Linked DNA regions of Mus musculus: region 1 is linked to region 2. The links are chromatin contacts, called in public HiChIP or PLAC-seq maps. All regions are on one chromosome and are shown on one strand. The core of a region is the stretch at or near the end of the contact, and the rest is flanking DNA. Distances in the headings are between cores, read along the strand shown. Region 1 overlaps Dpys (dihydropyrimidinase). Region 2 overlaps Rims2 (regulating synaptic membrane exocytosis 2).

Region 1 (5,864 bases), core at 1,621-4,120, 160 kb before region 2:
TTTGGCAGTGTTGACACGTAGTTTCTAGAGGAGTGTAGATCTCAGTGTGGGAAGACTTAGAAACACTGTCCAGTCTCATGATGCCATTGGGCGTGCAGAGCTTTCTGTTTTGAAACTCCCACTATTTCCGTCTATTTTTCTGTTTCTTTCCCTCCATTGCTTTCTGTTCCTCCTCTGCCGAATCAGTATTAAAGGACAGTGCTACAGTTTTAGTGTCTCTATGAGGTCACTTCTATTGACTCAGTAAAATGCACATTTTCACCATTTGATGGTGAAAATTACATACTTGTGATGTATATTTATATGCGTCAACATGTAGCAATCTGGGGGAGACTTAGGCCAGCATGCATGTCCGGTTTACAACCTGTGGGTCACAGGTTGGTAGTACAGCCTAACCCAAAATCAGTTGCTTCCTTGGGAACTTGATTGTACATTTCTCAAGTGTAAACTTTAGAGAGGACAAATGTCATAGGGCGATGTCAAAGGGTCAGATGTTGCTGTTAGAAGTTGACCGGGTGGATGGGGGGTATAGTGTGTGTCAGTTGGAGCACTGCTGGACACAGGTCTGGTTTTCTACATACCCTGCCACTGCACACATTCCCATTTGACGACCTGTGCATCCCTGCTTGAGCCTTGTGACCATGGAGATTTGGATAACGAGCACCGAGACATTACAGACCTGGCTCCCACCTGCAGAGTGCTCTCTCATTGTTGAATATTGTCTTTTTTTTTTCCTACCACCAGCCTCAAGCTTCAGATTTTCTGTCATTTCCACATTTCAGGAATTATTTGTGTGGTTCAGAAAGATCATATTTAAAATTCAGGAGATTAGCAAGAGAAAGGCATTGGGGTTGGATGTGATCACGTGCTATCCGAGCTTTTGTAGGAGCCGGCTTAGTGTTTACTTTGATTAGAACGTTTCTTGGCACTAGCTTGAATCCAGTGTCTCTTTGTGAGAGAGAATGTTACACTGAGTGCCTTTTATTCTCTTCAAAGGCAAAGGCAGAGCAAAGGCTCTGAGGCGCCTCTTCCCGCCATGCCGCCAACCCCTGGAGAAACACCTGCTATTTCAACTCCCCAAGATCCTTTAGGAAAAATCATTGCTCTAGGCCTCTTTGATTTTTCTCTCAAAAGCAATAGCTGTCTGCCTCACTGTGCCTTTGTTGCTGTGGAAGACTGAAGATATAAATGAGCATTACTGGGACGGGACGTCTGCGTGAAGACTCACTGGAGATTCCTTTCAAATGCCATCTTTCTGTACACTAGATTTCTTTCTTTGGATCCTTAAAGATTTCTTTCCAGTGTAAAGGTTTTATTTGTTTTGTTTTAATGTCTATATTTGTTTGAAAAAAATCACTGTGATTTTACATTTCACCACAATTAATAAACATTGGGAGCTTCATTCTGTATTCTAGTGTCTGAGTTCCATGTGTGTCCCTCTACCTAGTAGGTGGGACTAGGACCCTGGATTGGTCATGACGAGAGAACGTGATTTCTTGTGTATCAGTGTCACCTGTAAGTCAAGTCCCATGATGGGTCTAAAGAAACCAGATCCAGTACTCCACCATTAAATGAGTCCGAAGCAAAATATCCAATCATATGGATAGATTCAGGATTTGAGGGGATTCGATGGAACTGGCATCGCATGAGGATATCATGTTGATCTGTTCCTCCCAAGTCCTTTCTTGTGCCTTGGTCCCTCTGTGCGGCAAAGCTGGGCTTCTCTTTGGATGTACCCACACTCTGGAGTAAGAGCCCAGGAGAGGATGTGTGGTTCCTTTAAGGAAGGATGGGCGGAGCTCAGCGTCATTTGATCTCAGCGCCCAGAAGAAAGGATGGTAAGCTGCACCTGAAGAGAAATCTTCAGCTCAATTAAACTCCAATTCTTTTTTCCCTCAGGTTAAAAGATACTGCAAAACGTTTTATTATTTTTTTATCCCTACACTTTTTAAAAAGACTTATTTATCTATTTATTTATTTTATGTATATGAGTACACCATCACTCTCTTCAGACACACCAGAAGAGGGCATCAGGTCCCATTTACCGATGGTTGTGAGCCACCACATGGTTGCTGGGAATTGAACTCAGGTCCTCTGGAAGAGCAGTCAGTGCTCTTAACTGCTGAGCCATCTCTCCAGCCCCTTATCCATACACTTTGTTTGACAAAGGCAGCTCTACATTAGAACACAGACTCCTTTACCAGTGAGTAAGTAAGCTGCTTTCTTACCCAGAAGTCAATCCTCACACAGCATTTACTGTTCACTGGAAATGTCACTGTCTCCTGGATGCTTTCCTAGGTAGGATGGTCCTTCTTTTATGCAGCTCCATGGAAGGGCCCAGCATCCAGTCCACAGGATGCCTTAACTCCTGCAGCGTACCGTTATCCTTCGTATCTGTGGATGCTACACAGCATTTACTTCTCATTAGGAGATAAAAGTGATCAGGAGTTGGGTTCAAGTGTAATAGTGTAAGGGAGGGTGAGCATGGGTAGTTAACATGATGTCATCCTAGGTCAGTGGGGTCAACATCCCCAGACTTCAGAATCACACTGCTGAAGCCAATTCCCCCAAGCACACTCACTGAGGGACTGAGATAGATGATAGCTTCACTTCTCTGTCTCCTCCCTCATCCCTCCTCCCTCCTCCCTCCAGAAGCTGAAAGGTCATTCAGGAGGGGCTTGTCTAGCTCACTGGCTCTCCCTCACACCCAGCACAGTGTGTGGTCAGTTATGGGCACTCCGTGGATACTTCACAGTTTTTAAATAAGAGAGGAAATAAAGGAATTCCTGCCCAGTTCTTCAGTGGATACAAATGAAGTGAGAGAGTCTTCTGTGAAGCAGACACCAATCCTGGAGCTACACAGCTCTCTAAGAGAGAGGAAAGTCACGTGGGCTCCAGCTAAGTCCTTGGAAATGCACATGAGACTCCCTTTGTATATTCCAGATGGCCTGGGAGACCAAGCTCTTTTTCCTTATGAAGTTTGATTGATCTTCCTAAACCTCAGTTTCTTCATTCACGTGACAAAAACAAACAAACAAACAAACAAACAAAAACCAAGAGTCTCCCTGGGAGTACCCTGAGGCCCATGATACTGTGGGAATGTGTGACCTTAATAAGATGTCTGCTGAAAGACCTTCCTGGTGATCTTCCGATAGAAAGCTCCCTTCCCGGAATGACCCAGCAAAACAAGCTTTACATGGAAGCTCTGAAGGTAAGGCAGGTGCAAATAATGACCAAGAAAGTTTCAGTCCCCTCTTCTGGTGACTAAGACCTCACCTCCCCCAAGGCCATCAATGCTGCTTAGGGAAGGTCTCAGAAACACTTGCCTCCCTGGAAGGGAGAGGCTAATTACCATTTCTAAAGGGGGAATGAAAAGGTCAGATCCAGCAAACAGTGGGCTTAAACACTCTTGTTGTAATCAAGGCCTACCCTTAAACTGTATAAAAAGTGTGTGCTTAGGAGACTTGGACTTGCCTCTGCCCTGATTGCAGGACAGCCCCAGTGTTCTGGATCAATAAGCCTCTTGCTTGTTGCAGCAATCTCAGTCTCCTAGTTTCTGTGAGTTGGACATCCTGGATGTAAGGCTCTTTGGGTCTTACATTACCCAAGCCCTACACAGTCTGCAAATGCCAGTGCCCATTGCTGGCAAGGTGATGAGTCAATAAAAATGGCTGCCCAGAAAGCCTAGGCCGTTTTGTTCTTTCCTTGAAGTTCACGACATCTGAGAGAACCAAGCCCTTAGTGGTGGCAGAATGGAAGCTATGAAAAGGGAGGTGGTTCAAACCCAGGCACAGATGAGAGCATTCAGCCATCTTGGAGACGTCAGTGGATGAAGGCCAGGATGTGGGCACCACGAGTGAAATGAGCAGGGATACATTTGGAGCATGGGAGATGGAAGCAGAGTGACAGCTACATCTCAGCAGGAACTCTTCTCCCTCTGTAGGAAGAGGGAGAACTGGGGGCTTTGTCAAAAGCTGGGAGGCTACAAAAGCTGCATTTGAACCAGCTGAGCAAGACATAGAAACGTTCTCAGTTTCAGTTCTTCTACTGATAAAATGCAGTAGCTAAGATTATTTTCTATGCAAGAAGAGTTAAAAACTAATGTCTTTGTTAGGCTTCCTACTTGCAGTTGGTGCAGAGGCCATGGAAGGGTGCTGCTTACTGACTTGCTTCACGTGGCCTGCTCAGACTGCTCTCTTATAGAATCCAGGCCCACCAGCCCAGGGATGGCACTACCCACAATGGAGGGCCCTCCCCACCTTGGTCTCTAATTCAGAAAATGCCTTACAGCTGGATCTCATGGAGGCATTTTCTCACCTGAGGCTCCTTCCTCTCTGATGACTCTAATGCCCATCTGTCAAGTTGATACAACTCAGGCACTATGTATAATGCCCTGGCTCTCTGTGTTAGTCCAGAGGCATCCCCTCCTGTTCTTCCTCACCGGGCTTTCTCCCTCTTCCTTTCCAACTTCCTCACGCTGGGTTGGAACCAGAAGCCACACAATATAATAATTAGATTTCTTTTTGTCAAACCAATTCTCTCCTTTTACTTCTTTCTGTGGACAAGTCTTATAAACAGAGAGACCCTGCCATCATTTATTGAGCACCTGCTGTTTGCAGGGCATGGAACCAGACCCTTTGGCCCTGAACAGCTGCACAGAGCAGTTCAGGAAGCAGCTTGGGAACTCTGCATTGGATGTCTTGGGCAAACAATTTAGTGAACAAGGAGAAGAGGGCTGTGCTGCGTAATGAAAGTAAACGCAACCACTGTGTTCATGGTCGGGGCTGCGTCTGTTGTAAGAGTCATCTGTGGTGAATCAGTGGGGCCTGTAAACCTACAAAGTGCATGCGGCCAGGCCCTTAGGACTCTTGAGACAAGGGTGTTTGTATAAAAGCTAGAGGGGCAGAGCATATTAGCTCGGTGTTTTCAAAGTGTGTTTTTATTTGTTTGTTTTGTTATTTTGGCCTTATAACAGAATGTAGTCTCCAGAAGAACACAGGACCTCTGGGTTTTCCTCTAATGAAACCTTAAATGTGCTCAATAGTTCCTAAATGGTAAACCCCTATTAGGCCTTTATGATATTATGTGCCTGTACCAGGGCTATAAGCTCTGTGTGGACTCTATCACCTTATTCTGCCTACAAGCTTCTGAGAAGGCACTGCTTCTAATTACAATGAGAAAGCCAAAACTCAGAGAGGTTTAGCAATTGCCCAACGTGATGGCATTTGGTGACTCAAGATGTAAACCCCAGTCTATTTGTAAATAACTGTTGTAACGCAAATGTTGTGATGCAAATGTAAGTCAGAAGGTTCTCCATGCCCCAAACAGGACACACAAAGAACCCACATTCTCAGAGAGGACAGAATCCTTTTCACCCGAAAGAGAATATCTGTCCAGCTACTGATAGCTCTGGACACCATGTTTTACGGTGGTTTAGGTTCCAATAGCCTGCACTGATCAGCAGGGAACTGAGTCACTGTGGAGATGCGGTCAGCAGTAGAGTTGAAGGGATGTGGTGAGGCAGAGGCGAAAGCACAGAGTAGCCAACACAGAGCCGGAAGGGAGTGAGTGAGCAAGCACCTGGCACATTATACAGCCTGTGCCAGTCCCCTGCCACTGCAAAGCCCTGGGAAGGGACTGCAGGAAAGCAGGCATCACCACAGCCTCCTGGCTACCAAGCCATTCCAGCTGGACCTGTTGCAGACTTGACTGCCAAACCCTCAGCCTGCCTCCTCCCTCAACCCTGTTCCTGTAGCCATTCTTACGCATGTCCCTCTGCACCTCAGAGAAATGAGTTATGAGTTTTTCACACTCCTGGTCCCCACCTCCCCAAGTTCTGCTTTCTTGAGTGACTTGCAGTACTC
Region 2 (5,790 bases), core at 1,710-4,209:
GGGAAAAATTCCTGAACAGAACACCAATGGCTTGTGCTGTAAGATCAAGAATCGACAAATGGGACATCATAAAATTGCAAAGCTCTGTAAGGCAAAGGACACTGTCAATAAGACAAAAAGGCAACCAACAGGTTGAGAAAAGATCTTGACCAATCCTACATCTGTTAGAGGGCTAATATCCAATATATACAAAGAACTCAAGAAGTTAGACTCCAGAGAACCAAATAACTCTATTAAAAATGGGGTAAAGAGCTAAAAAAAAAATTGTCACTTGAGGAATATAGAATGGTCAAGAAGCACCTAAAGAAATGTTTAACATCCTTAGTCATCAGGGAAATGAAAATCAAAACAACCCTGAGATTCCATCTCACACCAGTCAGAATGGCTAATCAAAAATTCATGTGACAACAGATGCTGGTGAGGATGTGGAGAAAAAGGAACACTCCTTCATTGCTGGAGGAATGCAAGCTTGTACAACCACTCTGGAAATCAGTCTGGCAGTTCCTCAGAAAATTGGGCATAGTACTACCTGAGGACCCAGCTATACCACTCATGAGCATATTCCCAGAAGATGCTCCAACATGTAATAAGGACACATGTTCCACTATGTTCATAGAAGTGTTATTTATAATAGCCAAGAGTGTTATTTATAATAACCCAGATGTCCTTCAACAGAGGTGTGGACACAGAAAATGTGGTACATTTACACAATGGAGTACTACTCAGCTATTAAAAGAGATGAATTCATGAAATTCTTTGGTAAATGGATAGAACTAGAAAATTTCATCCTGAGTGAGGTAACCCAATCACAAAAGAAAACACATAGTATGCATTCCCTGATAAATGGATATTAGCCCAAAAGCTCCAAATAACCAGGATACAATTCACAGACCACTTGAAGCTCAAGAAGAATGAAGACCAAAGTGTGGATACTTCAGTCCTTCTTAGAAGGAGAATAAAATACTCACAGGAGCAAATATGGAGACAAAGGGTAGAGCAGAGACTAAAGGAAAGGCCACCCAGAGACTGTCCCACCTGGAGATTCATCCCATATATAGGTATCAAACCCAGACACTATTGTGGATGCCAAGAAGTGCATGCTGGATGAGCCTGATATGGCTGTCTTCTGAGAGGCCCTGCCAGGGCCAGATGCAGAGATGGATGCTCACAGCCAACCATTGAACTGAGTGCCGAATCCCCAGTAGAGGAATTAGAGAAAGGACTGAAGGAATGGAAGGGGATTGCAACCCCACAGGAAGAACAGCAATATCAACCAACCAGTCCCCCAAGAGCTCCCAGGGACTAAGCCATCAACAAAGGAGTACACATGACTCCAGCTGCATATGTTGCAGAGGTCCTTGGTCCTATGAAGGCTCAACAGATGCCCCAGGGTAGGGGAACTGAGGGTGGGAAGGTGGGAGTGGGTGGGTAGGTGGAGGTATGCCCTCATAGAAGCAGTGGGAGAGAGGATGGGATAGGGTGTCCAGGAGGGAGAGAAACCGGGAAAGGGGATAACATTTGAAATATAAATAAAGAAAATATCCAATAAAAATAAAAATAAAAAAGGAAGTATGTAGATATAGTGACTTTAAAACTGCATTATAGTATTTTGATATCTCATCTTTTCTATCCCCCTTTACTATTAACATTAAGTAGTAGTCCAAATGAGCCCCCCCCCCCCGCCCTCGTGTTGTACATATGTTGGTACCTATGTTCTACCTCATGGAGTCTGAAATATGCTACATTAGTTGCAAAAAGTCTTTTTCAGATGCTATAAAGTATTTTTGTAAAATACAGATAATAATCTTAGTACCCAAGTGATTAAATTAGAATTAGAACCCAAGTGATTCAATTTGTGACAGGAAAGCAAATAAAACAACACCCAAATTCTCTAGCAAATGAATAACTTAAAACCTGCATGTATAGAAAGGGAGAAGATATGACAATTTGCATTTGCAGATGTAAAGGACATTTCCTTAAAAATAACTTTTAAGACTTTTGTTTGTTTTTATTTTTTCAATACTGGGTTTCTCTGTGTAGCTCTGGCTGTCCTGGAACTCGCTTTGTAGATCAGGCTGGCCTCCTGAGTGTAGGGGTGAGCCACCACCAATCAGCCACCTTTAAAGAGTTTTATTCTCTGCATATGCAATAACAGTAAGACACTACTAAATGAGACGGTGATGTGGAAACATCTGATGTACATTAACCCACTCCTACCTTAGAAGAAAGAGGGACTTTCTTTGGAGAGTATGGCCACTACTAGGTAATCCAGTGGAGAGCCGGGCACCCATGAATACATGGACTCAATTGTTTATTAGGAAAGATGATGAGTTAAAGGAGGGCCTGTTTACACACACACACACACACACACACACACACGATTATGTGTGCAGTAGCTATGTATATTACAGAGTTTCTTAGTGTTTCTGTAGTTGAACATAGATGATCTAAATTCTGCTGTTACTAGGTCAAAACTACTAAGTTCGTGCTTAGGAATAATTGCCAATTTTAAACATGATTAAGAATTTTACAATATAGTACTTCTGAATAATTAATGGAAACAATGACAAAGAGGCCTTATGTTCTAAGCTCTAATACATAGAAAAAGTCTACATAACAGTAAACATTTAAAAAATTTGGGTTCCCCAACATCACAGTATTTGTAAAGATAAAACTCTATGACTATACATAGAAAGCATGTCTCCTCTCTGCAACCTCCTCCCTGAACCCACCTTAAAACTCAGTCCTCTAAAGTGTATTGTCTCAGTTTACTGCTCTTATCTATAGTGCTCTTCTTACATGATTTCAGTTGTTAACTTTGTAACTGAGCTTTGTAACCCTCATATTTCTGTCAGGAAGTAGACGGGTTTAGTTGGCATGTTTGGGATATCTGTCCTGGGGATTCCCACAGATATCAGATCAAGGTTCTGAATCAGGTTCACACCTCCCCACACACTTCTCTCCTGCCTACAATAGGTGTCAAGAGCATGGTGATCTACCACGGATGCATATCTGGGGGAAGCTTTGAGCCACCCCTTTATTTCCTCACTTCTACAGTGGTCAGTGCGTGAATGTTCTGCCACCGACATAGACTCTGGGAGCAACATATGAACAAATGACTTTTGCTTGTCTTTGTGCTTGATGTATCTGATATGTAAGTGCTCAATATTTGCCAAAATTTTCATTAAGTGAAATTTATTATATAGGTTAATATGAGATATTATCTAAGTTTTAGTCTTATTTTTCACTTTAATAAAAAAAGTGTTTTGTTTTGTTTTTTTACTGACACAAAATTTCATGTTAATTGAATGTGATATTTCATAGTGTCGGCATTGCTTACTGTTTCCACGGAGTTAAACACCATGGCATCTTCATCCTGTAATGTCTTTCTCAAGCCTGGGTGGAGTGCCCAGCACACTGTGCCCTGGTTTTCTGCAGTATAAGGACTGCTTTGCTTCTGTCCTAATGCATCTCAATAGCCAGAGACCTGCTTTTCTTCACCATTTTTTTGTTCATTTCTAATTCTTTTTAAAAATATAGACTATTTTAGATCAATTTCAGATTTACAAATGTTTGCACATTTTCAATAAGGAACTGCAATACAGTTTTAATTGCTAGGAAGTACACAGACATCTGTCAATCAAAATCCCACCATCAGTTATGCCAAGACAACATTTAATTATGTGTAAATATTAGGTAATTTTGAAATAATTTAATGGTAATATGTGCATCTGTGAACTAAAATATAAACATTAGAAATAGCATTTTAAAACACCAAGGAAAAATTTCAATAACAAAATCTACATCAATACAGAGTGTTGAAACCAGAATTTAACAAATATTATCAAATAACTATTTCAATATGGTTTGAAAGTATGATTTGCAAAACCAAGATGAGCCGGGTCCTTGAGTAATACAAACTTAAATTATTTTGTGTTGTAGATATATACTCTGACTTCCAATAAAAGCCCCTAGTATTCAAACAGAAATTAGATTTAATCCAGTTGCCTATAATTTATTTTGCTATAAAAGAACACCATATTACATGCCTTTGTTTGTAGAAGATATGCTATTATTTTCAAGATACCAGGGTTTTAATGTTTAATTAGCAACATCTATTTGAAAAAAAGACACTGCTTTGACTCACAAATTTCTTAATTGCTAACAGTGGCTTTCCTGAGTAGGAGTTTTGTATATAATTTATTTTTGCCGATGTAATTAGAAACCAAATTTTAAAGTAGCAAAGCCTCAGATATCTTCACTGTCAGCAGAAAAAAACCCTTTAGGTCCCAGCAGCTGAAGAACACTGGTGTTTGAAGATTTCTGGAGGAAATGAAGACTTAGTGAGGAAATTGATAGTACTGGTGAATGGTGCTTACAAGCTGAAAAGAAAGTTAGGTCGTCAGCAATAAACAAAATATGAGGTGTCATCTCCATTGCAAATTGCTGGGGATGAAAATTAATGTGGTAAGCTTCACAGTGAGGAGCCTAGGAGAAAGCGAAAGCCCACAGATCAAAGGTGCCTCCCAGGCATCAGAGGCAGCCATTAATGACAGGGCTTCTCCCCTGGGGAGCAAAGACACATTTCCTACAGTGGCCAAAGTTCACTTTGAAGCAGGCTGTTTGATCACTGGAAAAAGAAAAATCACTGTTTCATTTCATTTGATCGCTGGAAAAAAAAAAATCACTGTTTCATTTCAAAGGGATGAACTAGTCTAAAACTGTTCCTTTCCTCTTGACGATGTCAGCATCCACACACTACTGTGATAAAATGACATGAAAAAAAAATGCGTATTGTAACAACAACTCAAATAAGAAGTCAAGAGTAACATAAAAATTCCTACCGGTTTGGCTGAGTTGAGAGGCACTGCGACTTTTCCGTGAGAGACCAACAATAGCTACCATTTTGGCCCCAATGCTAGATCGCCGCTTCTTGCCACTGGTACCCAGGGCGCCCACTGCAGTGTCGGACTGGCTGCCGTCATTCTTCTCCAGTGAGCACATGTCTCCACTGATGCTGGTGCTTTTGGTCAAGTTCTTCCCCGACACGCCCATCTGTCTGTTTTGCATTTTGGATGTAAAGACACTGTCAGCCGGTGGATCATTATAAATGAAGATGAGAGTGGCAAGGGAAAAGACAGAAGAGGTATTTTAGATGAAGCATCAGGAATACAACAATCAAATTTTATCATTTTTTGGAATGCATTTTTAGGATTTAAAGTTTTTCAAGTAGTATAATCTCAAATATGTTTTATTCACTATCCAAACAACTATAATACATAAGGCAGCTATCCAAAAAGCAGACTTGTCAGGCATTGTGGCGCCCACTTTTAGTCCTAGCACCCTGGAGGTGGGATGCTTTAAGGTATTTAATAACGGTTAATTTTCTAAGAGGGCTATTTTTATTAGTTTTAAGCATTAAAAAAATGTTTCTCTTTACTTAATTTTGGAATTACTGTCTTAGTTCAAGTTTTCAAAAATAAAGACTTCCCACATATGTTTAGATAGAGTCAGAAAGCAAATAACGAACCACTGAAACATGGGAGTGGACTAGACTCTCTGCAAGGCTAATACCGCAGAGGGAATAAACTGAAGACGACGGGCCACTGGAGCTTCCCAGCTCCTGGGCAGTGGTAGGCGGCAGAGTGGGGCTGAAACTTCTGCGCATGCTCCCCAGCTGCTCTTTGTAAACCTGGGGCTGTGTGAAGAACTCAATTGGGAAACTTGGGTGTGTGTTATCATTTTGGTTTGGCATTGGAGTCATCATTTGTGCTTTACTTTGGCCCTGAT

Evidence for each region. HiChIP or PLAC-seq counts read pairs in DNA pulled down with a chosen protein or histone mark.
Region 1: a contact with region 2 is called in an H3K27ac HiChIP or PLAC-seq map of embryonic stem cells, with 16 times the contacts expected there. The contact joins two enhancer-like sites. A contact is called at or near these places in 3 of 484 Hi-C or Micro-C datasets (bone marrow-derived macrophages and embryonic stem cells), 6 of 115 datasets of contacts at active chromatin or transcription factors (all in embryonic stem cells) and 1 of 9 other capture datasets (pancreatic islet).

What each region holds. Positions count from the first base shown.
Region 1 is chr15:39,778,242-39,784,105 of GRCm38.p6, reverse strand. Dpys (dihydropyrimidinase) reads left to right here. Exons shown (of 10, transcript NM_001164466.1): 10 at 997-1,409. Among named protein-coding and RNA genes, the nearest start is that of Gm16291, 16 kb to the left of the region's middle. Within about 2 kb of position 2,870, at least 16 of the 459 cell types and tissues checked have an H3K27ac peak or open chromatin away from gene starts, as enhancers often do. A contact at or near this core is called in embryonic stem cells, where this site is marked.
Region 2 is chr15:39,615,565-39,621,354 of GRCm38.p6, reverse strand. It overlaps Rims2 (regulating synaptic membrane exocytosis 2), which reads right to left. Exons shown (of 27, transcript NM_053271.2): 22 at 4,845-5,086. Among named protein-coding and RNA genes, the nearest start is that of Dcstamp, 130 kb to the left of the region's middle. Within about 2 kb of position 2,959, at least 7 of the 459 cell types and tissues checked have an H3K27ac peak or open chromatin away from gene starts, as enhancers often do. A contact at or near this core is called in embryonic stem cells, where this site is marked.